Linked DNA regions of Zea mays: regions 1, 3 and 4 are each linked to region 2. A link is a contact called in public Hi-C data. All regions are on one chromosome and are shown on one strand. The core of a region is the stretch at or near the end of the contact, and the rest is flanking DNA. Distances in the headings are between cores, read along the strand shown. Region 1 holds the start of LOC100284848. Region 2 holds the start of LOC100282405. Region 3 holds the start of LOC100502317. Region 4 holds the start of LOC100279376.

Evidence for each region. A called contact is a pair of places that touch in the nucleus more often than the background predicts.
Region 1: a Hi-C map of leaf shows a contact between it and region 2, with 3 times the contacts expected there. The contact joins the promoter of LOC100284848 here to the promoter of LOC100282405 in region 2.
Region 3: a Hi-C map of ear shows a contact between it and region 2, with 1.7 times the contacts expected there. The contact joins the promoter of LOC100502317 here to the promoter of LOC100282405 in region 2. A contact is called at or near these places in 2 of 25 Hi-C or Micro-C datasets (ear and leaf).
Region 4: a Hi-C map of leaf shows a contact between it and region 2, with 10 times the contacts expected there. The contact joins the promoter of LOC100279376 here to the promoter of LOC100282405 in region 2. A contact is called at or near these places in 4 of 25 Hi-C or Micro-C datasets (ear, endosperm, leaf and 1 more).

What each region holds. Positions count from the first base shown.
Region 1 is chr8:115,559,508-115,566,433 of Zm-B73-REFERENCE-NAM-5.0, forward strand. LOC100284848 reads right to left here and starts at 2,928. Exons shown (of 4, transcript NM_001157743.2): 1 at 2,464-2,928; 2 at 2,128-2,334; 3 at 1,619-2,041; 4 at 619-1,159. The coding sequence starts at 2,722. The coding sequence ends at 942.
Region 2 is chr8:115,744,800-115,751,467 of Zm-B73-REFERENCE-NAM-5.0, forward strand. LOC100282405 reads left to right here and starts at 3,404. Exons shown (of 6, transcript NM_001155316.2): 1 at 3,404-3,720; 2 at 4,724-5,673; 3 at 5,799-6,060; 4 at 6,182-6,379; 5 at 6,507-6,655. The coding sequence starts at 3,622.
Region 3 is chr8:115,879,090-115,885,559 of Zm-B73-REFERENCE-NAM-5.0, forward strand. It overlaps LOC100502317, which reads right to left and starts at 4,075. Exons shown (of 1, transcript NM_001196795.1): 1 at 2,722-4,075. The coding sequence starts at 3,485. The coding sequence ends at 3,033. It also overlaps a transcript of LOC100274190 not described here.
Region 4 is chr8:115,614,966-115,621,014 of Zm-B73-REFERENCE-NAM-5.0, forward strand. It overlaps LOC100279376, which reads right to left and starts at 4,774. Exons shown (of 4, transcript NM_001360968.1): 1 at 4,371-4,774; 2 at 4,138-4,280; 3 at 2,361-2,480; 4 at 1,760-2,259. The coding sequence starts at 4,674. The coding sequence ends at 1,912.

The sequences.
Region 1 (6,926 bases), core at 1,678-4,177, 190 kb before region 2:
GGGCTGGCCATGTGGGAGCAGGCCATGCCATGCCGGCCCACATGCCTGGCTTTCAGTCCAGGCACTGCCTGCTCTACTGGGTCGTGCTAGCCCGGGCCCATCACTCACGTGCCGGGCCGGGCGTAGACCAGGCCAAAAAAACGGGCCTCAGACGGATACTACATGACTTCGCCAGCGCATGCATGTGCTGGAGCAACGACCGATTCGTGTTCAAATGAGGCCATCGATCGAGTGGCCAATTTCCGGCGAGGAGCTGCAAACATGGACGACGATGTGGACCGAAGAGCTAGACATCGTGAACCGACCGGGTCAGGTTTCTTGCCTATTCCGAGTCAATTTGTTTCAAATTGATTTTTGGATCTATTTTCGACGTGAAAAAATTGAAGACTGTATTTTGAACTTGTTTCCAACTAGGGTAAGATAACCCTCTCTATGTAAATGGGAAGATCACGGCCGATTGAGAAATCTAACTTTCAATATAATCACCAAAAAAATTACTTATCTACTATCATTTTATTGCCCTAACTTTTCATATCTTGTTGTTTGCTATGTCTCTCGATGAGATTTGACAACATTCTAGGTGGTTTATTTCCTTGATACTAGAACGACCTCTCTACGTGTGCTCCTTCCCGTCATATATTGTTGTTTGCTGTGATATGAGCTTATTGTTCACGTACGTCGTAGCTAATTGTAAACAGTCCATTACACGTTTATTCATCACTGTTCCCACCACACCGCCGAAACACCAGCTACCCCTTCCTCACCAATTGAACAACTAATTGACAAACCAAATAGCAAACCCATCATTGATGAACCTGCTAGAGCGCTAGGATGATGCACATGGCAATTAGCCGTAAACAAACAAAGCACGATGATGTCACTCATGAATAATATGCTGCTAGCTTAATTAGCTATTCAGTCCCCCGGCCCAGCTAGCTCGATCAGTGCTGGATGGGAGGGCTGCAGTAGGGGCCCTTGAGCCAGCCGTCGGCAATGGAGCGGTAGGCCGCCTCGGTGAGGTGGATGCCGTCCCAGATGAGGTAGTTGCCCGGGTCGGCGCAGGCGCTGGCCCCGGCCATGCCGCACCGCGCCTTGTTGTTGTAGCCGTACTGGCCCTGCCCGCCGGCGCCGCAGCAGACCTTGAGGCCGTACTTGAGCCCTGCAATGCAAGTGTCACAACGTATATATATAGTACACAGCTATATATCATTAATTAGCAGTAATGGCGACCTTTATTTGAGAAACATGTTCAAAGATAAAAACGAACAGCTAGCGCATGGAAAGTAAGTATTGGTTGGTTTTGTATGATATATGCATAAATATAATAATACGCATGCCAACTGGATTAGGAGGGTATTGATTCCTAACTGTTTGCACAAACAAAGGTCATGATGCATGCATATGGTCCCCAGGGCATATATATAATTGATCAGGATGTGCATGAGTCATTGGTGGGTTAAGAATCCAAATAAATAAATAAATATTGAAACATGCTCACTATGCATGCACACACACGTAGCTACATCTACATCTTCGTTCGAACATGCATGCTTTGGATCTATCCCTTTCCAGTCTAGCAAACGACGACGACACAAAGCGAAAGCAGCAAGCTACTCACCGAAGTTGTGAGGGGCCCGGATCATGTGGGTGACCTGGGTGTAGAAGTCGGCGTACATGATCCGGGCGTGCGGGTACGTCCTGCGCAGGCCGGACAGGCTCCGCCGCAGCAGCGCGTTGTGGTAGGAGGAGAGGCCGTTGTAGGCGCGGAGGCAGCCGTCGCGGTCGTAGTCGGCGGCGTTGGAGGTGCCGTAGAGGGTGAGGTAGATGGGGAAGCAGCCGATGGGGAGCACCCCGGGCACCACCACGTCCACGGCTCCGCTCCTCACGATCGCCTCCAGGCCGCGGACGAGCTTGCTCACCACCATGGGCACGTACCCTCTCACCTCCGCCATGGACCGCCCCGAGAAGAGCGCCGCGTTGTAGTCGTTGCCGCCGAACTCGCCCACCACGAACAGGGACTTGGACAGGTAGTTCTTGCAATCTGCTGCCCGGCCACCAAGGCACCAATACAATGCAGTTAACGCCGCGTAATTAATGGTGTTTATGCATGCATCGACGTACACGTACCCTTCCCGCACACGGAGGGGAGCAGCTGCCTGAACCACTGGATTTGGGTGTCCAGCGGCCCGTTGTTCCAGATCTTGTCGCTGAGGCCGATGGACTTGAAGAAGTCAAAGTCCATGGTGGTGGCGCCGATGATCGCCATGTTCGCCCCCTTCTTCAAGTCGCCGCCGGCTTTCGAAGCCGGCAGCAGGGGCAGCCCAAAGTGCTCGGCTGCATAATCCATGCACACGTACGGTACAGTGTTAGTGTACCAGCGAGTCAGTCCAGTCCAACAGCCAGTTCGTCGTTTCCATCCCTCTTGCGTACGTCCTGTGTCTGTGTGTGCACATAGCCACATACCCAGGAAGTCGACGATGACGCGGCCGTCGGAGCAGCGTCCGGTGGGGCGGCCGAAGAAGGTCTCCCCGTAGGGCGGCTGCCCCGTGGTGAGCCAGGAAGGGCACCCGCCCCCCACGCAGAGGTTGCCGGTGTCGGAGATGGAGTCGCCGAAGCTCCAGATGGCGTTGTACCGCTGCGCAGCTCCATGGCCGAGCACGCACAGCAGAAGCAGAAGCCGCCCCAGCACCAGTGCCGCCTTGCCGCCGCCGGTGGTCGCCATCACACTAGTGTGGTGGCTAAGCTAGACTGGCTGGCTCTACCTGCTACCGCTTCACTGCCAGGCACGCCGCCGCAGCTGTCTGCCGAGAGCCCGAGGCGACGACGATTGAGAGCGAGAGTTTAAAGCGAGCGCCAGGTCGTGCGTGCTCAGCTCGATCGGTGGGTTATTGCGCGCGACCCGTGTCTAGGCGGTGCGGCCATGTGGACTGCCGCACGGGAGATTTTTAGAGTGCGTTTAGTTTTATGGATATATCTGCATTAAAAAGGAGCTTTAATCTAACGTTACGCACAAATTTTTTCAACCGCAAGTGAAAATACCGGCCCTTATATATCAAGTAGTGGGAAGACCATAAGTATTCCTTTAGGTAGTGTTTTGGTTCAGTGTCAACGTCCCTTATTTTTTGAGGAATGACCTCATCCACTGTTTTTGAAGAATATTTCTTGACCCTGACTCTGGACCTCCAAACCAAACGCGAGTCAAATTAGAGTGATCCTATCCCTCTTCATCCTTCCTCGTCCCTTCATCCAAACACTACCTTAGTTGCCCATCGGCGCTCTAACAAAAATACTTGTATGCACCAAAAACCTCGAGTTCTGCAGGGTAAATCCATTAAAAAAGGGTAAATTTTAGCGAAGGGGGCAGCTACAGTTGGCAGTTGGCGGGGAACTTGCTTTAGGAAATAATGAAAAGCGAGCACTCGAATCTACACCCCACTGCTCTGTAAATTTGAGACTAACCACCAGACCTAACGTACCGTGTTTAGAAATAAACAATAATTATATTTGAATAAATATCTCAATACCTATGATATATAATAACCGTAGCAAAGCACATGCAACTGTCTAGTTTATATATAAGTGGTGTTTGGTTATGGGCAAATATAGACAGTGGGAGGGAATATTATATCAGACACTGGATATCTGTCACCAAATTTTTTTACAAGTTGATCCATGTTTTCTAATCTTCACCGCTACTGAATAATTAAAGATTGTTAGTACTTCCTCCGTTCTTTTTTATTTGTCATGGTTTAGTTCAAACGCGAAAAACATCCGATAACAAAGATAGTATATGTTGGGGACTTGTTCTCAAATGCTATGAATCAAGAACAAGGCAACATAAAATATTAAATGTCAAAGCCCTTCGTCCTTCGGATCATTATTTCCCTTCGGATATAATGAATCTAGGAGGACGAAGGTCATGAAAGACATGCCTTCATGATTATGATAAAAGATGAAGAACATTCATACAAAGTACAGAAAGTAACATAATTTTTTGTAAACATTATCATTAATCTATTTCCATTTATATTATTTGTGCAAACAATAGTAGATTACAAATGTACCTTCGGCTTGAAGGAGTGAGAATACAAGTGTAACACAAAAGCGAATGCCAAGTCAGCGTGGACAGTACGGGAGTACTGTTCATCTATTTATAGGCACGGGACGCAGCCCGTGTAAAATTACATTAGTGCCCTTTACATTTATCAATAACTCTACAGTAATTCTTCAAGGTCTAATTTGGCTTTTCATCTTTAAGTCGGTTCCCCTTTTCTACTGTCATGCCGAAGTTTATCTGCGCATAGCTTCGTAATGATCTTTTCCTTCGTCACAATCGCCTTCCGTCCCACTCAAGCTTCGTCTTGACCATAATCTTATATACTCGTAATCCAATTCCGAAGATACCTGCTCACACATTTCACTTGGAAAACATTGTCAAATCATGTTTTTGAGGACCTTCGGAAGCCGAAGGCCCCCAACAGTAGCCCCTCGCAATATTAATTTGTTGTACTGATAAATTCATATTGCGATATGGACGAAGGCCTTAAGCCGAAGGTCCGAAAAAACATCTTCCCTTTGCTAGAATAGCAATCAGTCTTTGACAAGCGGGACCCTCCAGTTTTCAATGCTCTGGGCGTATAAATAAGACCTCATCCTGAGTTATTTGGTACGCTCTCTTGCCAACCGTTTTTACTCACCCAACCTTTAGCCTACGTGCAACAACATTTGCTTGGCCTTTTAGATTTTAAAGCTTCGGTTTAGAGAGCGATTTTTCAGCGTTTGCAAAGATGTCTGAAGGTAAAAAAGCTGTTGGTGATTCGAAGCTAAGTCTTTCTGAGGAGATGCATCTGGGTTTTCTTCAATCAATGTCGAAGACTAATATAGAGAAGATTACTAAAGAAATTTTGAAGGGTTTATCTGAAGATACTGGTGACAGTGACAGCTATGATGTGGATAGTGGAGGTGAAGACTCCGAAGATCGACCCTGGCGACCAAGCCATGCGGTTTTCGGCAAATCAAGTATTAAAGAAAATCATCTTGTCAACATGAGGGGAAGATATTTCCGGGACTTGTCCGTTGTGAGGGCCGACGAAGAAGAGAAGACTTGTCCAACTCCTGAGGAAAATAAAGTCGTAGTATTCCGAAGCTTCTTGAAAGCTGGACTACGATTTCCCCTAAGCAGCTTTGTTGTAGAGGTGCTGAAGATATTTGAAATCTACCTTCACCAACTTACCCCCGAAGCAATCATAAGGATGAATATCTTCGTGTGGGCCGGTAGAAGCCAAGGCCTGGAACCTGATGCGAAAAGTTTCTGCAACATACACGAATTGATATACGAGACAAAACCCTGGGGTAAGGAACAGTATCACAACAATTTTGGCTGCTACAGCTTCGGCTCCCGGTCTGGGTCAAGCTGCCCAGTGCCGACCTTTCGAAAGAGGTGGCCTGGCGACTGGATGACGGAATGGTTTTACGTGAAGAATGACTTGATATCACAAGAAGATATAAAGAAGATCATTATGCGTCCCATCTGGCAACGCTTCGGCCTGCGGAGGCCGAAGGTGGAAATGAATGAAGCAGCCGAAGAATGCCAGAGAGCCTTCGGAGTTGTTTGCTCTTTTATTGGGACGAGGGACTTGGTCCAAGAACATATTGCCTTCAGAGTATGACCGCTTGTGGAAAAATGGGAAATGCCGCAGGAGACCATTAAAGAGGCTGACGAAGGTGGACTAGTCAGGCTGAAGTACACTTTTAAGTTCGGAGATAAATTCGTTGAGCCAGATGATGACTGGCTAAAAAGCATTGAAACTGTAAGTGATGAACTACTTGGGGGTATATTCAAAGGCCGAAGATACTGCATTGTCAGCAGCCTTCGGAGGCCGAAAAAAGAAGAGACTGAACCGAGTGTTTGACGCCATTGGGTTCGTGTACCCCGACTACCACTATCCAGTGCGGGGTCAAAAAAGAAAGAACACTTCCTCTGCGAAGGAAACTACTTCAGCCGCTCCTAGTGAGCCGGCGCCGAAGAGGAAAAGGGTAAAGGTTCTCACACACCGGCCACGTTATATTGAACTAGCCACAGTGTCTGAGTTCGCCGGTGAGACCTCTTCGGCCACTGAAGCTAAAAAATCAACGTTGCTGCCAGAAATCAAACAGTTGGCCGAAAAGCCAGCAACAGAAAAAATAGAAAAAGCGAAGACTAAAGAAGCGGAAACATTAGAAATTTTAAGTCCTTTAGCAAAGATTGAGTCAGAAAAAAGCCAGAAGGGTCCAACAGTGACCCCGAAAAGAAAAAGGATGGTTAATGTGTTAGATGTTTTGGAGGCAATTAAATCTTCGAGCATAACTCCAAAGAAAACCATTGGAACTTCTGAAGTGTCTACTGAAGCCTTTGTTGCTGAAACTTCGAAGCAACAACTTGAAGCTAAAGCTGGGCCTTCAGAGCCCTCCAAGGAACAACCTTTGGAAACCGAAGAAACAAAGGTTACAAAGGTAGCATTGAAAGCCGAAAAAATAAAAATGTCAGAGCCAATTTTGGTTGAAGAAATTGATACTGCTGCCCCCGAAGCACCTTCCAACATACAAGATTACATTGTGCGTCATGCTTCGGGGAAAAAACTATCTGAAGAAGAGATTTATGAAGCTAATCACTATGCTAGAGAATTAAAATATCTGAAGGGGGCACTAGTGTTCAATGGGACAGACGAAGATGACTTCCTATACTGCCTTCCTGACAACAAAGAATTATCCGTCTGCCGGGAGATGGCTAGGGGTATGGGGTATCCGAAGCTTGAAGCTGGATTATGCGCTATGATGAAGGAGGATCTTGCGGATAGCCTTGCAAACAATAGCCTGAAGGTATGAGAACTGCGTGTTTGGAAATTTTATAATTTGTAAATCATTCTTTTATTCTTATACCAACTCTT
Region 2 (6,668 bases), core at 2,154-4,653:
TTGTTCGACATACTTCGGGAAAGCAGCTATCAGCAGATCAAATTGCCGAAGTGCAACACTATGCTAAGGAGCTGAAATACCCCAAGGGTACTTGGTATACGGAGGAGACAACAAAGATAACTTTCTTTACTGTCTACCAGATAGTAAGGAGATCAATGTTTGCCGTGAAATGATGGACAACATGGGGTATCCAAAACTTGAGCTTGGTATGTCTGCAATGACGAAGGATCAGCTTGCAGATAGCCTTGCCTACAACAACTTGAAGGTTTGTATACTTTGGCTTCTCATTTTGTAATTTTTGTTATGTTGAACTATTTTTGTGGTAATTCTTATCATTATTATTTGTTCACTCTTTATTTGCCAGGGCTTAATTCTAAGTAAAGCTTTGAAAGCTCAAAAAGATGCAGAAGATGAAAGCAGCCAAATAGCAATTGAAAACCTTTGTTCGGAGGTCATAACATTGAGAAACGAAGCTCTTGGAAAGGATAAGATCCTGCTCTCTTTGGTGGAGAGATTAAAATCTAGTGAAGCCATGCTTTCTAGCCTTTTTGAAGCAGAGCAGAGGATGAAGAAGGCTGAAGAGAGGCAATTGAAAGACGCGAAGAGCATTGCTGACTTGGAGTATGCACTATCCACTTAAGAGGAATTGCACAGAACCGAAGTGCAAGAACTAGAAAAGAAGCTTGACGAAGTAACTAGAAATTTCAATGTGGAACAAACAAAGCGTGAGATATCTGACATGGAACGGTTAAGGGTGCAGAAAAATATTGAGGAGCTTCATCAAGCTAAAGAGGAATGCTACAATGTTGCTAAGGAATGTGCTAATAATTTGAAAAATAGTTTTACTAAGGTGGGGGCGCATTCTCCTCAGAGCAGAACTTTATCCGCGGTGATCCTGACGGGGTTATCCGGTGGATTAACGACAAAGTCGAAGCTTTTAAGGAGATTCTCAGTGATATGGGGGACTTCTGCACTTTTGCCAGCACCCGTGGGGCTGCGTCGGTCCTTGAAAAGGTCAGATGCGAACATGCCAAGGTTGTGGTTCAGCCAGGATTTTCGCTCTCATCCAACGATGTTAGAAACCCTTCGGTCGAAGCCACTGCACTAGGTGGAAAGTTTTATTCTGAAATATGGCTGAAGGGTGGCTGAGAGATAGCTGACGAAGCTATTAAAAAGAAAGAGAAGGAATCTCATGACGCCTTGGAAGAGACCAGAAGAACTGAAGAAGCTGTTGAACGTGCCAGACTTATAGGTATATCTATCATGACTTAGCTTTGTAAATTATTTTTAGCTTCGGTACTAACAGACAGTTGCATTTTTGTGCAGCTGAGCTCTCTCCCCCTCCAGAACCATATGATGCTGAAGCTGATCCATCTCTAAAGGGGCGCTTGACATAATTAGATAGCTAACGAAGCCGTTGACGAAACTATCAACAGACTACTAGACGAAGCTGCTGGCAAAGTTTTAAAAGATGACTAGGGCCTGCATATTGAAAATTTAGAATCTTTACATGTAGTTTTGTTTATCTAAGAAACAATTATCAACTATTTACCTGTGGTTGGGTAGGGCGTGGTTGATAAGACATTTGAGCTCTCTGCTGTCTGTTTTGTCGTGCCACCTGTCCCTTTAGTCTCCAAGTGCTTGGGCTGTCCTAATATTTGGCGCACACCGTGGGGCTTGAACCTATGCTCAGTAGGGGAGTTATGGCTCGACTCATACCTAGGGATGGTAATGGCTCATGATCCAAACATCTCAGTAAGGCATGAAACACCAACCCAACCAATACAACTTAAAGAAGACGTAAGGTATTACGCTCCAGTGGTCTGAAACCTAAATACTCACTTGTTCTCATGTGACACTTCCAATAAAGTTCGATTAGTGATAGCCGATTCTTAGTCCAAAAACAAGGGATTTGAGTGCTATCACACCAAAATCACCTATCGGTGGCACATTGTTGTGCTCCCGGTTGACGAAAACACCACCAGAGGTTTTCTAAACTTTAGTTTTTAGTCATCAAATGGATGACTAAAGGTGACTAAACTTGTATATTGTAGTTTCTGTCCCTCTGTCTCTCGAGTCACGACAGACACTAGAACACATGAATTTATTAGAGGCAATATTTTTCTTTTTACATAAAAATTAATGCCTTTTAATCAGTTTTAGCCCCTAGAATCAAACAAGAAAATTCTAGAGACTAAAATTTAGTCACTAAAGTTTTAAAAAATGAATAAAGTAAGCAAACATGGCGTAAGACTAGAGATGGCAATGGATAAAAATCTATTGGGTATTTACTTCCCCAAACCCATACTCACGAAGAAACGATACGCCCGTTACAAACTCATACCCATAACGGGTATAAAATTTTGCCCAAACCTGTGCCCATGCGGGTTTAGGTACCCATCGAGTTTTCCATACCCACTAACATCAACATAAAAGACTAATTTATCATGTAAATGACAGTCACTATATTAATAAGCTAGGATAAAAGAAACAGAGTGATAACTAATTTTAGCTTAAACTTTGTTACATAGAGTTTATTTCAACTACAACATATTCAATTAATAATATTACGAAACATATTTGTAAGTTATGTTGATTTTAAGGTGGGTTTTAAAATCTATGAGTTTGCGGATATAGATAGTGAAAGAACAAATTCATATCCACATAACCTTTGGATTTCTATTTAAACCTATTAACAAACCCATACATAGAGAAATTAGCCTAAACCTATGTCAATCCAACTATTGCCATCTCGCCGGTAAGACGGCAAGGATGAAAACGGTAAAAAACGATAGAAAAATAGATAAATTGGTTTTGTTTTCATATTTTTCTAACAGGACGAAAACAAAAAACAAAATATCGAAATACGCGATCAAAATTGTCGGTTATTCGAAAATGATAAACTCTAGTCGGAAAGACAAATATTTTATAGTTTTCATAAATACATATTAAATTGACATTTTGCCTAATTTTTAAGATATTAAAATACACTAACAATTCTTCTTAATATTCATATTATTTAGAGTAATTATAACTTTTGTTTTTCTCTTATTCATTCACTTGAACACAACAAAAGTACATAACTTGCATAAATTATACGCTAGATATATCTCATATTATATAAAAACGGTAAAAAACAGTATCATCACGACTTGGAAATGTAAAAGGAAAACTAGCTAAATCGTTTTCGTACCGTTTCTAATCGGTTCCCAAACAATTCGAAAACGAATGGAGAAAAAACGGTATTCGAAACGGGAAGGTACGAAATTTTACTGTCTAGTTTTTATCACTATAAGAACTTGTTCAATTATTTCTATCCTATATTAAATAGAAAAAATATAAAATTTCATTCAATCTGTATAGATTAAGGGTAGATTAAGAGCAAAGGCCTGAAAGGCGGTAAGCAAAGAGAAACGGGGAGGCGGACATCCAACCGGATTGGCGAGACCGCAACGGCGCAACGGGCTTCTCCCGTTCTCCGTCGGTCGCGGTCTTTTCCCGTCCGCCCCGCCTCCAGCTCCCGTCTCCCACCCCAACCCGGATCTCGCGCGCGACGCCGCGCAGGCGAACCCCACCTCCTCTCAGAAGCCTCTAGAAGTTCCTCACCCCGCTCCCGCGCGGATGAGTGGCAGCTCGGGCCCCCTCCCCTACTCGATGCGCGATGTGGGTGCTGGCGGCGCCTACAACAACGCCAAGTTCCGCCACCGGTCTCGCCTCAAGGTGCGGCGCCTCCCCTTCCGACCCAAGCCCCCATTGCTTACCAAAAAGGCTGAGTTTTCCTAATAAGGCTCAAGTTAGCTCTACTTTGGGGTGTAACTTATCCCCGTGGAGAACTGGAGTTTACGGCCGGGACTCGATTCATTGTGGGGAGTGATTTGGTCGATTGATTGGTTAGGCTGTGTCTGGTTTCTGTTGGAATGAGGGATCCCTGGCCTCGGATCTGCGGGTCTAGTCAGTTGAATTTGCTATGGTTAATTGTTCTGTACCGCTGCTACTCTAGGTTGTTTCGACCTGCTTGAGGTCATTCACTAGATCAAATGGTCGCTTTGATCTGGAGTAGTGTATTTCGTCAGGGGCTAGTTTGGTGTCATATGATTGCTGTTGCTCTCGCATTTGTATGAACTTTTGTACCTCATCCATTTCTTGAGAAGCTTGAGTTATATATCCGCAAATATTTGAGCTTATTTGGTGGCTCTATAGAACTTATATTTTCCCAGACCTCATAACGTGCTTCTGGATTTCAGCTATACATAATGAAGCACTAATCACGGGTCATTCTAATTAGTCAAAGGATCATGCTCACACACTCATTAATGAAACTCCCTCCATTCTAAATTATAAAGACATTTTGCTTTTTCTAGATACATTACTTTTACTATGTAGTATATATCTAAGTGCATAGCAATACCAATGTATCTAGAAAAAGGCAAAACGTCTTAATTTAGATTGGAGGGAATACTAATTACAACGACCATGACCCTTTGGACAATACCTCCGAGTGCTGTTTGTCTTAAACTTATCTGTGGTCTGGAATACTATTTTCATGTCTGAGAAAGAACTGTAGTAATTTAACTATCTTTGTGTATTCTGTTTGATGAGGAACGACATCTCTTTGTATCGGTTTTTTTTGTTTCTTAAAGTAGGAAACTTTATTCAGGGCTGTTGTGGTCTCATTAGTTCTTATTCCCTAAGGCCGAAGCCCTTTTTTTCTTTCTTTTTGTAGATGGTTCTACAGTCCTTGGCTACTAACAGAAGCAAATACCATTGTGGAAAGTTCACTGTTGGTAAATTCTTGAGCCTGTTGATGGTTTCTGGCTTATTGTACTTATTTATGCACAAAGGCTCAGAGGGTATTGTATCCAGTGAGCTTCATGGCAAAGAAGTACAGAATAAAAATGTTAGGAGATCTCCCAGTATACGCACATTCTGGAGAAAACCACCAAGGCTGCCCCCACGCCTCCCTCCAAATGAAATCTACAAAAATAATTCTCTGCTTCAGCAGTCTCCATCTGAGTGGACATCGAGGCAGAAGAAAGTTAAAGAAGCATTTGAACATGCATGGTCTGGTTATCAAAAGTATGCAATGGGTTACGATGAGCTTATGCCTCTGAGCCACAGAGGCACAGATGGGTTAGGTGGTCTAGGAGCTACTATTGTGGATTCTTTGGATACTGCGATAATAATGGGTGCTGATGATGTTGTTTCTGAAGCATCAAAATGGATTGAAGACAACCTAATGAAAAGAATTAGTGAGAAAGGGCAGGTTAACTTATTTGAGACTACCATCCGTGTCTTGGGAGGGCTTCTTAGTGCATACCATTTGAGTGGTGGTGATCATCCAGGGGCAGGTGACTCCGGAGTACCTGTAACATATAAAAAGGCTAATCCAGAGCGACTTTTGGAAGTTTCAAAGGATTTAGCCGACAGGTTATTATTGGCTTTTACATCAAGCCCAACAGCTATACCTTTAAGTGATGTTATTCTTCGTGACCATACTGCACATGCAGCGCCTGATGGCTTAAGCAGCACTTCAGAGGCTTCAACGTTGCAATTAGAGTTCAGTTACCTCAGTAAAGTATTAGGGGATCCTAAGTACGACAGGGCGGCAATGAAGGTGTTAGAGCATATACATACACTCCCAAAGGTGGAGGGTCTGGTGCCTATTTACATCAAGTATGCCTGTTCTACCCTTGTATAATTTTCAACTAATTCATCATAATGTCATTACATGGATTATCTTCACAGGAATCAAGTTTTAAAGGAAATCTTTATATTCTCATTTTTAACTTTATATGCAGCCCCTCCTCTGGTCAATTTAGTGGTGAGAATATTCGATTAGGATCTCGAGGGGACAGTTATTATGAGTATCTGCTAAAAGTGTGGGTTCAGCAGGAGGAATATCGTGACAGTAGTTTAAAGTATCTATTTGAAATGTATACTGAGGCAATGAGAGGGGTCAAGCATCTTCTTGTTCGGAAAACTGTTCCAAATGGGTTGGTATTTGTTGGGGAGCTTCCATTTGGACGAAATGGCGGGTTTAGTCCTAAAATGGATCACCTGGTATGCAGTTGTGGCTGAGCATCTGTTTTCTCGCACTCATATTCTTAGTCTCTTCTTTATCTGGCCAAGATTTTGTGACCTTTCTTGTGTTGTGGTAGCACTGAATTTCTTCATATTGCAGGTGTGTTTTCTTCCTGGTACCCTTGCTCTTGGTGCAACTAAAGGTATCACCAAGAGAAAAGCTCTTGAGACTAATTTGTTAACTGATGAAGATATAGAAAATCTGCAGCTTGCTGAAGATCTTGCCAAAACATGTGTTGAGATGTACTTCGTGACCTCTACCGGCCTTGCTCCTGAAATAGCTTATTTCCACATTGAGGTAAACAGTTTACTAAGTCACTATGCATCTTAATATACTCCTGAGTTTGGTCAACTATCCTTTGTTTAATGCTGTTTCAATATTTTGATTTTGCGTATGAATGACTTACGATATGGAGTTTCTACAGGGTGATACAGAAGGGGGGCCTGATGGTGGGAATAAAAGCTCCAAATATATCAATGATATCGTAATAAAACCACTTGACCGTCACAATCTTCTACGCCCAGAGACTGTGGAATCACTATTTGTTTTGTATAGAATCACAGAGGATTCCAAGTAAGATTTTGGT
Region 3 (6,470 bases), core at 2,825-5,324, 130 kb after region 2:
TCTAAGGCAATCCTCAACTGAATGCCAAAATTCTATTGAGAAAACAATGTTATATGCTTTTTCCCTGCTTCTATTTTAGCTACTTTGGAGCGAGTGAAAACATCACCAGAAAATAATGCTCTTAATGGATCCTTGTGCTTATGTAAAGTCCTCAATGTGAGGAATGCAATAGCAAATCTAGTAGCAGTAGGCCTCATAAGATCCATACCTTTTGTATGCACCCACATGTCACTTAGAGTCCTCCCATGTCTATATATGAATGTTGTGACATGACGAGCATGTGCAATAGGCTTCATAAAATACTTCCATTTTCCTATGTCCCCATCATAAGGTCTCAGCAGTGAGCAGCACATGGGGTCCAAAACAAGCTCAGAGTGATCTGAACCAAAATGTGCCCTACAACCTTATAGTTGGCACCATTGTCAGTTACAACTTGTATGACCTTATCCCTGCCAATCTACTCAATTATTTTATCTAGTAGTTTTGCAAGCATCATCGCATCATGAGACTCACTCGATGCATCCAGTAATTCTAAAAAGAATGTACCTTCAGGGCTATTAACTAGGAAGTTGATCAAATGGCGACCCCTCATGTCTGTCCATCCATGTGACATGAGGGTGTAGCCATGTTGGGGGGCCTCCCTTAGCCGAAGGTCCTCAAAACATTAATTCAACAATTGTTTCTAAGTATGTCCCAGGCCTAACAAGGTGATTAATGAAGGATACCTTCATCTCAATCAACATTGCGGCTGATAATCACAAAAGGACGAAGGAGAAGCATCGAACTTTGGCTCTCAATATGAGCATGTTGACAAAGGCATAAATGAAATCTTCAAGGCTTATTCAACACGACTACGAAGGAAATGTCGACAATGCCCTCGATTGATTTTGTAGCTCACATGTAAAGGACTGAGGACATAAATGTAATTTTCACAAAGTTGTACCCCACCATTATAAATAGGTGTACAGTATCATGCATAGGGAACACCTTTTTTGGCTCTGATCTGTTTTGTTCCACCTATGAAGTTGTACCTTCTTCACTTCTTCTACCTACAAAAGGTATACTTGTAATTGTACATGATGAAGAAGAAACACTAAAAGGAGTGCGGTAGTAATTTCCTTTTTCCTAGATGTCTTCATCTTGTTCGAAGATCTCATCATTCTTATAATCTTCTTCCTTTAATCTATCTTATGAATAGATTGAAGGAATGAAGGCCCCTTGTCATTAATTGTTTTGCCCTATTTTGGTCCCTTTTAGGAATTAGAGCAGGTGACCAACAAGCCATATTGACTCCATGCATCCTCGTTCTTTTTCTTCGCACCATCTATCTCTTTGACAACCTTCGCAAGCAATGGTTCTCGTAGATCATGGAAAGTAGCAGGTTTGAACCTCATACCATAATGTGTAATGGCCTCTACAGCTACCTTAATTGTCTTGAGTTGGCATCATTGAAGGGTATGCCACGCTCACAAAAAAAATTGGCTATCTCCATACAAACAACTTCTCTTCTTTGGGCTTCATTGCAGCATTGATGGTTCTCTGAGTTGCCCCCTTGGCATACCTTTCTGCTACAACCTCTTGGGTGTACATCGGAGCAAAGATGTAATGGGTTTTTTGTTGCCCCAATGGTTGATGGCTTGCTTGATAATTCCTTTCTTTTGACAGTTGTTCTAGTGTTGTTGCCTCCACTAGATGATGACCCAGTTACTTCCACAACATCATCATTTTCATTCTCATTTGTTTCAGTTTCGTCAAAGCACCACCCCTTTGGTCTTTCCCTTTTTCATTCATCTAGAGTCGCCTTTAACTCTCTAGCAATTGCAGTTGTGGTATTGGGACACTTGAGGATATCTTTGTATCCACCCACAAGATGTTTCTCCACCCTCAAGATTCCTCTATAAATCCGCCTCAGACAAACAGTGCATTGGATCAACTCTCGCTTGCTAGGCTCTACATAATAGGCATACATCCAGCCTGGATCATCAGATTTGGGCTTCTTTTTGGATCTTTCAGTGGATCATATACATCACTTTGTATTTAAGAGCCAGTTGTAGATGCTTCCATGCTAAAATAAGTCATCTCCCCTCTAATATACTCTGCAATAATGGAATGCATATGCTTAGAACATAAAATCCTTTAACAAGCGAGCAACAGAGCTCTTTGGAGGTTATAGGTTAGTAGGCAGTAGGATTACTAGATTACCACCAGTAGTCTAGGAATGAACCAGCAAAGGATTTTGCTATGTGTGTTGTCCAGGCCAACACAAGAGGCAGATACAGGGAGTCGGCGTGTGCATACTATAGAGGATATCGGACGACGTTGGGAGAGGAGCAGCGAACGACACCGACAAAGGAGCAGTGGACCAGAGGAGCAGCAAACGACATTAGTGGCTAGCGGCGTTGATCGGCATGGACAACACAGGCGAGCAGCGCTAGGCGGCCCAACTAGAGTGGGCGAGTGGTAGTGGGAGCCTGAACCGATGGCACGGCTAGGCATTAGCGAACAGCGAGAGGTGACATCAGCCTGGAGTGGCGACGGTCGACCTGGAGCGCCCGCAGTCGTGCACAGGGGAGGAGCGTTTGACCTTAACTAGAATAAGACAGCGCCCTATAGGGCGCTATGCGATTCACATAAGCATGTGAAATTGTAATAAGAAAAAATCACTCAAATAGCACCATAATAATTTTTCACAAAAAGAAGCATAAAACAAAACATCAAAGTGGCTGCAAAAGTCTCTTTATATAACAATCTCCTACATCACATTTGCTTATGGTTTACATGTATGGTTACAGTGAACAATGAACTGCTACATATAAAACCAGTATCAATTTGTGAACCTTAAAATATGTAAAGGAACATATAAAAATCTTGATACTGTAATAACTATCTAACCAGCGACGTCCCCTCAGAAGGATTGCTGCTCTTTCATGGATCTAATGTCATACAGTTGCAAAATGAATTAGCAAATGGACCAAAATCAATAATTTACTGGCATCAAAAAACAAACTTATCGATCCTGGTTATAGGATGGATTAGGCCATCTCCATAGATAGTATAGAATTCTGGTTATAGAGTGCACACTGTAATCCGAAAATTCTTTGAAGAAGATAGAAAAATAAAAAGCACAAGCCACGGACCTTAATAATCTGATCCTTTGAGGCAGTCTGCACCCAGTTCCCATTTTGATTCCACTTCACACTACCATTCTTTGAATTTAGCCACGAATTTAGCAGAAATTGCAGCAGGATAAGCAGGTTTCGTAGGTGTAGGCAGTAGCGTGGGTATGGGATACCTTTTTTGGTTTGTGTAACCAGGCTGCCTATGCTATGCCTGGCCGGAGCAGTGGCCACCACTGTCGTCGGATGAGGAGAAGAGGGTTCCAGTTGCGGTGTGGGTCTCTTGGCCGAGGAGAAGAGGGTCCTCGGGCGGTTCTGGCTCCCACCTGTCCCCGTCAATCCGCAGTCAAGTCGGCAATCCCAGTCCATGCAAACACCGCTTCTTTCTCTTGCGTGCGCGGTCTGCGGTGTGGCTGGCTAGTGGCTGCGGCTTCCATCCGTCGTCTCCGTCCATCCGTCCCTGGCCGACTGCCTGCCTGCTGGCTAGGGCCAATGCCACAGGGAGCAGGATCACCAGCGGCAGCCGGCAGCGAGACGAGGCGGGTGCTATGCTGTCACAGCGATTAAAAGCAAAAGCGGCAGCAGGATGAGGAAAGCAGGGGAGATTGGGAGAAACACCTGGACACCGAGCGGTACCGCCCACTCCCAATCGCGCGGGGCCGTTTCCTCCCAGACCGCTGCGGCGTCGAAGCCGCAGCAGCAGCAGCCTCCTCCTCCTCGGCCTCCACGGCAGCCGCGACGACCACCGTCGCCTCCATCTCGGCCGCGTGCTCGGCCGCCTTCACCTGGAGAAACACAAGTTACACATATCAGCAGCACAAATACAGGAAGACGATGGAGCGGCGGACGGATTGAGAGGACGACGGTTCCATGGGGGACCGCAATCAGCGGCGAGGTCGTGAGGAAAAGGCAGGGCACGGTGGGAGGGAGGAAGCGAGGTCGAGAGGATGAGAGGGAAGTGGACAGCGGGCAAGAGAGGAGACGCTCAGAGCTTGATTGAAGAAAAAATCGGGTCCGGCCTACGTGCCACACGCGGACAGGTGTTCGAGCAAGGGCCACGAGCTAAATCGCGAAAAGACAGAGGGCCTTTATGCAAAAACGCGACCACGAAACGCGGGGAGCGCTTCAAACAGCTTCAGGTTTTAATAACTCTGATGGCTTGAGCGTGAGAGAGGGGCTGAGGTCGGGTAGGGCTGAACTGGACTGGATTGGGCCAAATTGCACAGGTGAGCAGTATACTAAAATACTAGAAACGCCACGTTTTACTGCATATAGCGTTTAAACGCCAAAATGTGAAGTTCAAATGACATAAAACAATGTTTTACGACAAATTGGAAAACGTTACAGCGTTTCACCACCTATATAGCGTTTTGTCGTTTAAACGACGTTTGAATGTCATTTTAACATCGTTTTAATAACCTTGAGAGCAACACCTTAAATAATACATTAGAAGACCCATTGAAGACTTAACAACATCATGCAAGAGACCAAGACACAAGACAGGAAAAGCCCCAACAAAGAAACATGAAGAAAAGAAGTTGGGCTAAAATTGGGTGCACCAGACCGGTCCTATGGTGCACCAGACCTGGCACTGAACTCGACACTCAGAGAGGGTCCAAAACACACCCGAGCCTCATTGCACACCGAACCAGTCCAATGCACACTGGTGGCACACCAAACTCAGAGGCTCAACGGTCAAGAATATATAGCTCCAACGGTCAAGTGACATGGGAAGCGCTGGACAAGTCTGGTGTACACTACTGACTCACTGGACGGGTTCGATGTGTTGTCAGAAGGCTGGCAACATCCAATGGGTAGCTAATATGGAAGGCACCAAATCTGGTCTAGTGTACACAGATGGTCAACCGGACCGGTCAGGTGTGATGCAGAAAAGTCTACTTCCTTCCAACGACTCTTTCAGTCTTGGGGCTCTATATATACCCACCTAATCGACTATTTGCAAGTGTGGAGAACCAAGAAACATAGTGGTGTGTTGAGACACAAATCCTTCAGCTCAAAACACCCAAGTGCTAAAAGAATCACTAGATGATTAGCGTAGGTGTTTTGCGAAGTGTTTAGGTTAGTTAGACCGCTTAATTGCGTTTGCTCTAGGTTATGCCTCGGTGATTAGAGCGAGGTTAGACACCCTCAAACCCACTGACGCTTGCGTGCATCGTTGTAATTGTACCAAGTGGGGCAAGAGTCTAGCGAGATCACACCAACCGTGTTTGTTGTGTGGTCGCCACTATTTACCGGAGAGAACGAGTCTCGTGATGTTTTGGCCGGAAGCTTGATAGTAAAGACGACGGGGAGCATTCGAGAGAGGCTAGAAGCGAAGCAACACTTACGCATGGAGAAGACTCGCAGCTATCTACGGAGTTACCTCACTACACCAAACTAGTGAACTTCCTAGAGGCAAATAACTTCCTACGGGCTTTTTGGAAACCGTAGGAAATAAATAACTTCCAAGAGGGGTTGTTGGATCTATAGCTAACTTCCTAGAGGACCCTAGGAAATTAAGCTACCTTCCGACCAAATTTTTCTGAGAGCTTAACTTCTAAGGGTTTAGCTAATTTCGAAGAGTTTAAGGCTAACTTTAGGCTCTAGAAAGTTAACCGGTTTGGTGTAGTGTATATCATGGTGCTTGCCCCACGCGTGTGCTTCCCTTGTGTAGGGGCACCAACGAGTATTAGTAAGAAGCTTGCACAATTATTAATACCTCGATAAAAATACCAAGACGACAACGGGAGTTTATATCTCTATCTTATTTAAGATTCCACATTTATATTACTTTCTTTAGTTGTATGTTTATCATTTCTAGCTTAGATTATATGCTAGTTGGTAGGACTGGAACTTAGATTGCATAACTTTATTTTACAAGATAGCAACATTTAGACAAAACCTTAGTTGTACTAGCTTGTCTAGTTATCCGCATATGTTTTGTCGGATCATGGGTTGGCTGGTGTGGCCCATACCCGACTCATGCCTAGTGTTACGTTGGTATGTGCCTCCCTATTGTACATGTTGGACTGGTTTTTTTAGATTGGATTGGATTTTTTAGCTTTGGGTCAGATTTTAGGTCAAAAATCATGGTCCACAGGACCACAATCATGGTCCACACTCAACCCATGGATTATTACGGGTCAAAAAAATATGACACATACCTACCTTTGTATTGGCTATTGGCTAGGTTAGGTTAGATCAGGTTTTTTCCGACCAAGTCAGATCTGGTCGAAGGGTCTACTTGTGTGCCTATACAACGATTTCTCAACAAAATCATACAACTCATCAGGAATTTCTCTTTGCTTCTGTAATCAATGGTAACCAGCAACAGCAGACTCCCAATACGACCAC
Region 4 (6,049 bases), core at 3,524-6,023, 130 kb before region 2:
ACTAGTTTTGTTTATTCTACACCTTGCAAAAAATAAATTATTGGATAGTTTTGCTATTGCTCTATATGGTTTTGGAATTAATGTTACATCTGAATTATGATCATGCCTTATCATTATTTTTGGATTATTTATTGCTCATGATAAGATCATTTTATTAATCGGAACATGAAAACTACATGAGAAAACAGTGCTACCATAAGGTTGGTATGAGACGTCCTTGCTGACTAGTTAGGAAAGCTAGTATAGGACTATTTTACCCGAAAAGGGCAATCACAGCGTAAGGAGCTGTCGGTATATAGAGGTTCTCGGGTCGATCATGTTGTGATGACTTATCGGGCGAGGGATTTCTATATCGCCCCCTTCTTACAGAAACCGTAGTATGTTTTCTGAAGCAAGTGGAACTTTGTAAAGACCTCGTAGTGGGATCATACCTCGTCTCCTTGGTAGAGATGGATGTAAAATCATGATCCCTTGGCAAATGGGTAACACGACTAAAGATGTGCAACCTCTGTATAGTGTAAAATTAGTATATCAGTCATGCTCACGGTAAAGAATGGTTCGGACGCTGACATGAATAACTTATAAAATTAAACTTAATCTGTCATTTGCATTGCATTGTAGGATTTATTATTAATTATGATCAATTATTTAATTGAGTTGGTATACACTTGTACCTAGTAATTGTTAATAAAATTTTGACCAACTCTAAAATCAATGCTCAGGCTTAACCACTTTCTCTTTGGTAAGCTTTACGCTTCACATCAACTCCCATCATAAGTGAGCTTATGTATATTATTTTTCATAATTTATTGAGCGATGAACATATGTGAGCTCAATCTTGCTAAACTCACAACATGTTAAGAACATGTACCGCAAGATGATGAGCATGAATGATGCTACGATAAGTTAATGAGAGGTCTAGACCATCGTCTACCAATCAAATATATGGCTGTGAAGCATAGTTATCGTCATACGATATATTTATTTAGCTATTTTATACATAATCTATATTATATAATAAAGATTTAACATTGATTTCTGTACCATAAGTCATTATACGTGAGAGACTAGCACATATTTTTTGACGCGTTCGAGTTTATCCTTAAATCCGGGTGCGACAGTTCTAATTGGCCTCACATAAATCATACTCCGACCACTTGTCTAGCGGGGTATCTTGGATGGAGGTGAACCAGGCATAACGTGCAGCGGCGGCTTGATGAGCTCCACCGCCACCTCCAGCACCACCGTCACGCAGAGGCAGCACGTGCAGATGCACGAGATGTGCAGCCTGCACGGATCACAGTCACAGCAAAGGCGTGTTGCCGCTGAGAATTCACACGGAAGCAGGGGCAAAACCGACGATGGAGAAAGGACGGCGAGCAGTGCGAACGGCAGCCCCAGCAGCCAGCCCAGCGGCCGGCACTCACCGCCGTCGCCGCTGAAGCACGTCACTGGCCGCTTAGTTAGGTTATCCTTGCTAATTTTTGAATGCGATCTATTTTGCCAGGGTGGTCTCATCGTTTTGCATTATGTTCAGTGTGCTATTGCTCCAATTATTATTTAATTTAATAACAACTGGAATCAATCACGAGTGAGCTGTTTCCATGTCGCTTTCAGAACCACTTATTAGAGTGTCTGAATAACAATAACTTTAATTGTTTTTTTTGAAATTAAATAACTTTAGCTTTAAGGATAAGGAAATCGGTACTCTTCTAGTATGACAGCAAGCACAAGCTTCAGTTTCAAGACAGTATACTTTCTGGAGTTCATTGTATACATTCTTTTTTACAAAGCACCATCCACCAAGTGTGCCAATATTGTCTGCTGTGCTACACTCAAAATACAGTTGAGCATGTATCTTATATTCTGTAGATAAATATACCAAGCAATTTTCGGTACCTTCCCCAGCCATCACATAGTGAGAAACATATATAATTCTACAATCACAAGGTTCATGCACCAAGTTCCAAACCCAAAGAGGCCCCTTACATCCAGCTTATGCTCCATCAGAGATTCGACTTGCCAGTGCCAGCAACAGGTGCACCTGCATATTTGGGTCTGGGAAGCTCGACGAATGATGGTTTCCTCCCGAAAATGACTGCCGCTGCGCGTGTCAGGATGTGCGCAGTCAAGCCCCAAATCACGAACTTCTTGCCATCTGCCTCGTAGTCGAAAAACTGGACGGGGATATCTATGCCCATCCAGTTCATCTGTCTTGTCCTCCGGTGGTCGTCCTGTTGATGCGATACAAGTGGAAAACTATGCAATGCAATGCAATGTCCTTACTCGCGCCTTATAAAGGAATCTATGATAGAATTGTTGCACTACAACATATGATACTATGATAGAGAAAGAAGTACCTTTAGAAACATCTCCAGAGGTGCGTCAAAGATGTCCTCCACTTCAGCTTTATTCAAGACAGGCTTGTATAAGGCTTTATCTGGGACCATACCAATGACAGGAACAACAGTGAGGCCATTCTGCAAAAAGAAAGGCTAAAGCATAAGTACTGGACAGTTTGCGCTTCCATTGGGAGAGTAGAAAAGCATGTGCCACATCATAGATATAGGAAAGTAGAGATGCATGTCAAACTGATATACTCGTGCAGTAATCCCTGCATAACTTTTTTAAAAAAATTATTTGATTAAAAGCTTTTTCCTTGTCACCGGTTCCAAAAAGATGGAGCCAAGGTAATGAGTGAATCTTTGATTGGTAGAGACCTTAAAAGGGAAGGCTGACGCAAAATGTTCCGAGATCTCAAAGCTATCTCCAGCTAGCAACAGTAACACAGATATATGTAAAAGCTAAAGTTCCTAAACTTGACTAGAGTGAGGAAGATTTCATTTGACCAGTTCTGTATTTCATACGGATCATGGGTGTGTGTGATTTTGTTGGTTCATGGATATAGGTACATCCATGCATTTCAATGACATCAGCACGGAAAAGGGTGGGGGGTTGTGCAAAAAAAAAAGATATGATGAACGGGGTGAAACAACCCACCTTTGACAACATAATGGTGAAACAAACCTTTAACAACATATTCACCAGTTATGACCATTGTTAGTTCCTTAATTTTGATTGAATGATTTGACATGACAGTAATACACCTCTTCCTGATAGTAGGTTAATACTGATATTTACATGCTTATATGGAAAGTGTTTCCTTTTTTTTATTCATAGTATTTTGTGCAGTCAGAATATCTTCCTCTTCCTGAGATCCCCCAACATTGTATTTTCCCTTTTTTTGAGAAAACTGCACATGTAACCCTTCAGGTATCCTTCCTCCCAAACAGGCGGCTAAAGTTGCATTGTCACCGAGGGAGTTTATCCCTGGTTTAAACATTTCTTTGAAAATTTGTTCATTGGCCAACTGCGCCTTCACTTGCTTCTTACTGTAGGCATGGTTTCAATGGCTAGACCAAATCCATTTGCTCAGCTCTATTTCTTCTCAACTAAACCAATAAGCTTATACCACTTGCCTCCCTAAATATTCAGATCAAATTCATAGGCCCCAATACGTATACATTTAGGTCATGTTTGGAAACAACCTAGTTTTTAAAAATCTGGTTTCTATCTCTAGTTTTTAGAAATTGGTTAATGAAAAAAATGGTTAATGGTGTTTGGAACCACCTCAGTTTTTATAAACTAGCTTTAGCTAGGAAAGGCTAGCTTCTTTGTTTTTAAGAAACCGGGAATCCAGTTTCTATAAACTGACGTATAAAATAATATGTTTGGAACCAACTCAGTTTTCATAAACCAGTTTCTTAAAAACTGGGTGCATCCAAACAGACCCTTAATTATTTTGGCCACTAGCTTAATATACTGGAGGAGGTTTTGCACTACAACGAGTCGAGATTAATCTTCATACATATCAAAAGTAGTTTGACTTTATACATTGCTACACCATTATACGACTCTTCAGAGTTCACAAGAATTGGTCGGTAAAATCGTAAGGCCCTGTTCGGTTTTTAGGGATTGGAGCCCCGGATTGATTTCTACCGGGATTATTTCTTTAATTTATATATATTTTGATGAGCTGGAATGAATCCTGCCTTATTCCTGTACAACCGAACGGGCCCTAAAGCTCTTTCATAGATGTCCTGTCAATACTTAGTACCGGCAACAATTATGGCTTACCTTTGATAGGAAAGGCTCAAGAACTGTAACAACAGAAACAAGCGCCGGATCCAGTCCAATCTCCTCCTTCGCCTCCCGTAGAGCTGTGGCCTTCGGATCTGCGTCTCCATCGTCCACCTTCCCTCCGGGTAACGACACCTCCCCTTACAATTTTCAAGAAAATGACTGAAGCACTCCATGGAAGGAATCGTCCAGAGGAAAATCCAAGCTTTAGCCAGAATCATGATGTCTACCGGAGTGGGAGGAGAGGGAGGAAGCGCGCTTTGTAAGCAGGACCCGTGGCCCACTGCTAGGGTCCTCGAAGAGGCAGACCAGCACCGCGGCGTGAACCCTGGAGGCAGTGGAGCGTGGGCTTTTCACGGGGTCGGCATCTGAGGCGGCAGCGGCGGGGGCGCCGACTGAGGAAAGCTCGCCGGAAGAAGAGGAGACGAGATGGCGTGTGAGGTGGACCAACCGCCGAGATGGAGAGGAAGAGAAGGAAGACGAGGCCATGACAATGTGAGTTGAGGTGAAGAGGCGGGTAAGAAGAGATCTCATGGCTTCGAATGGTGATAACAGCGTAGCAGCGGCGATATCAAGGTGGGGGAGTTGGAGGGGTCGTCGCCGTCCGCCGTGCCAAAGATCGTTGTTCCTGAATGCGACTGCTAACAGTGTAACTCTATTCTTGAATACTTGTGGTACAATAGTTTATTTTTTAACTAAAATACGATAAATAAAAAAATATAAAATAGAGGATGTCGATATATAAATAATATTGTTTAATACTATTTTCAGAAAAAATTTGAAATAAAAGATAAAATTAATAATAAAATAAGCAATCAGATAGCCTAAGCCAAATCTATTTGGGTCAGACATCGTATTTAATCTAATCGAAGTGCTCGAATGTACCCTGTCACAAAATATCCGGCCTTAATATTATAACTCTCCGTTTCAAAATATAATTCGTTGAACTTTTTCGACGTCAACGTCAATTTGTCTTATTAAAAATCATAAAAAAATAAAATAATAAGTTATACGTGAATTATATTTGATAATAAATAAAACCATATTTTTTTGTTTTTTCACAATTTTTTAATAAACTAGTGTCAAAGTTATGATTAAAAAACAAATAAATTATAAATTGAAACGGAGGAGTATTTATATAAATATGTATTTTATTATTACTATAGTAGTTATGCATCATAACTATCGGTGTATTTTTATACATTTTTAGTTAAATTTCAATAAAGTTTTATTACTAAAAGTGAGATGTGTTGGTCACCTATTTGGGTATCTTCTCTCCTCACCATTCTTAAGATAGAAGACAAGAAGAGAAGGGTGAAGGCAACAGTAGCGAATTAAATGTACAGGTAATTAAGTAAAAGGGACAAATAATCGATCTCTCATTCTTTTTCATTTGTTGTAATTGATTACAAGGATACCTTCAGAACACTCGTGAATTGTTCGAAGGTGAATGCGTACCAGAAGCTTCGAAGGGCAAGCGGGTTGAAGGTGACTAAAGCACACAAGCAACTGTCCGAGAGACCTATGCATCGGCACAGTTCTCCTATTTATAGGGATATGGCGACGTACACCTTCGTGCGAAATTACATTATTGTCCCGGCTCCTATATACATGACCTACAAAATTTGATAGGGACATCCGTGTTTTTTCCCTCACAAGGCATTCGTTTACATCTCTTCTAGATACCTTTGTTTTTTCAGTGCTCAGGTTCATTCGGAGTTTTATCCATGGTAAAAGCTTTGGCTGAACGAAGACGTCGTAATCGAGATGACGAAGTTGTTGTTTCCTCCTTTGTCTTGTCGAAGCTTATGGACGAAACTTGTTAAATTATCTATGAAACAAGCTCAACGCAACGAAATCAATAAGTTTGAGGACCTTCGGTAAAGGCTTCTCCTCAACAGTAGTCACT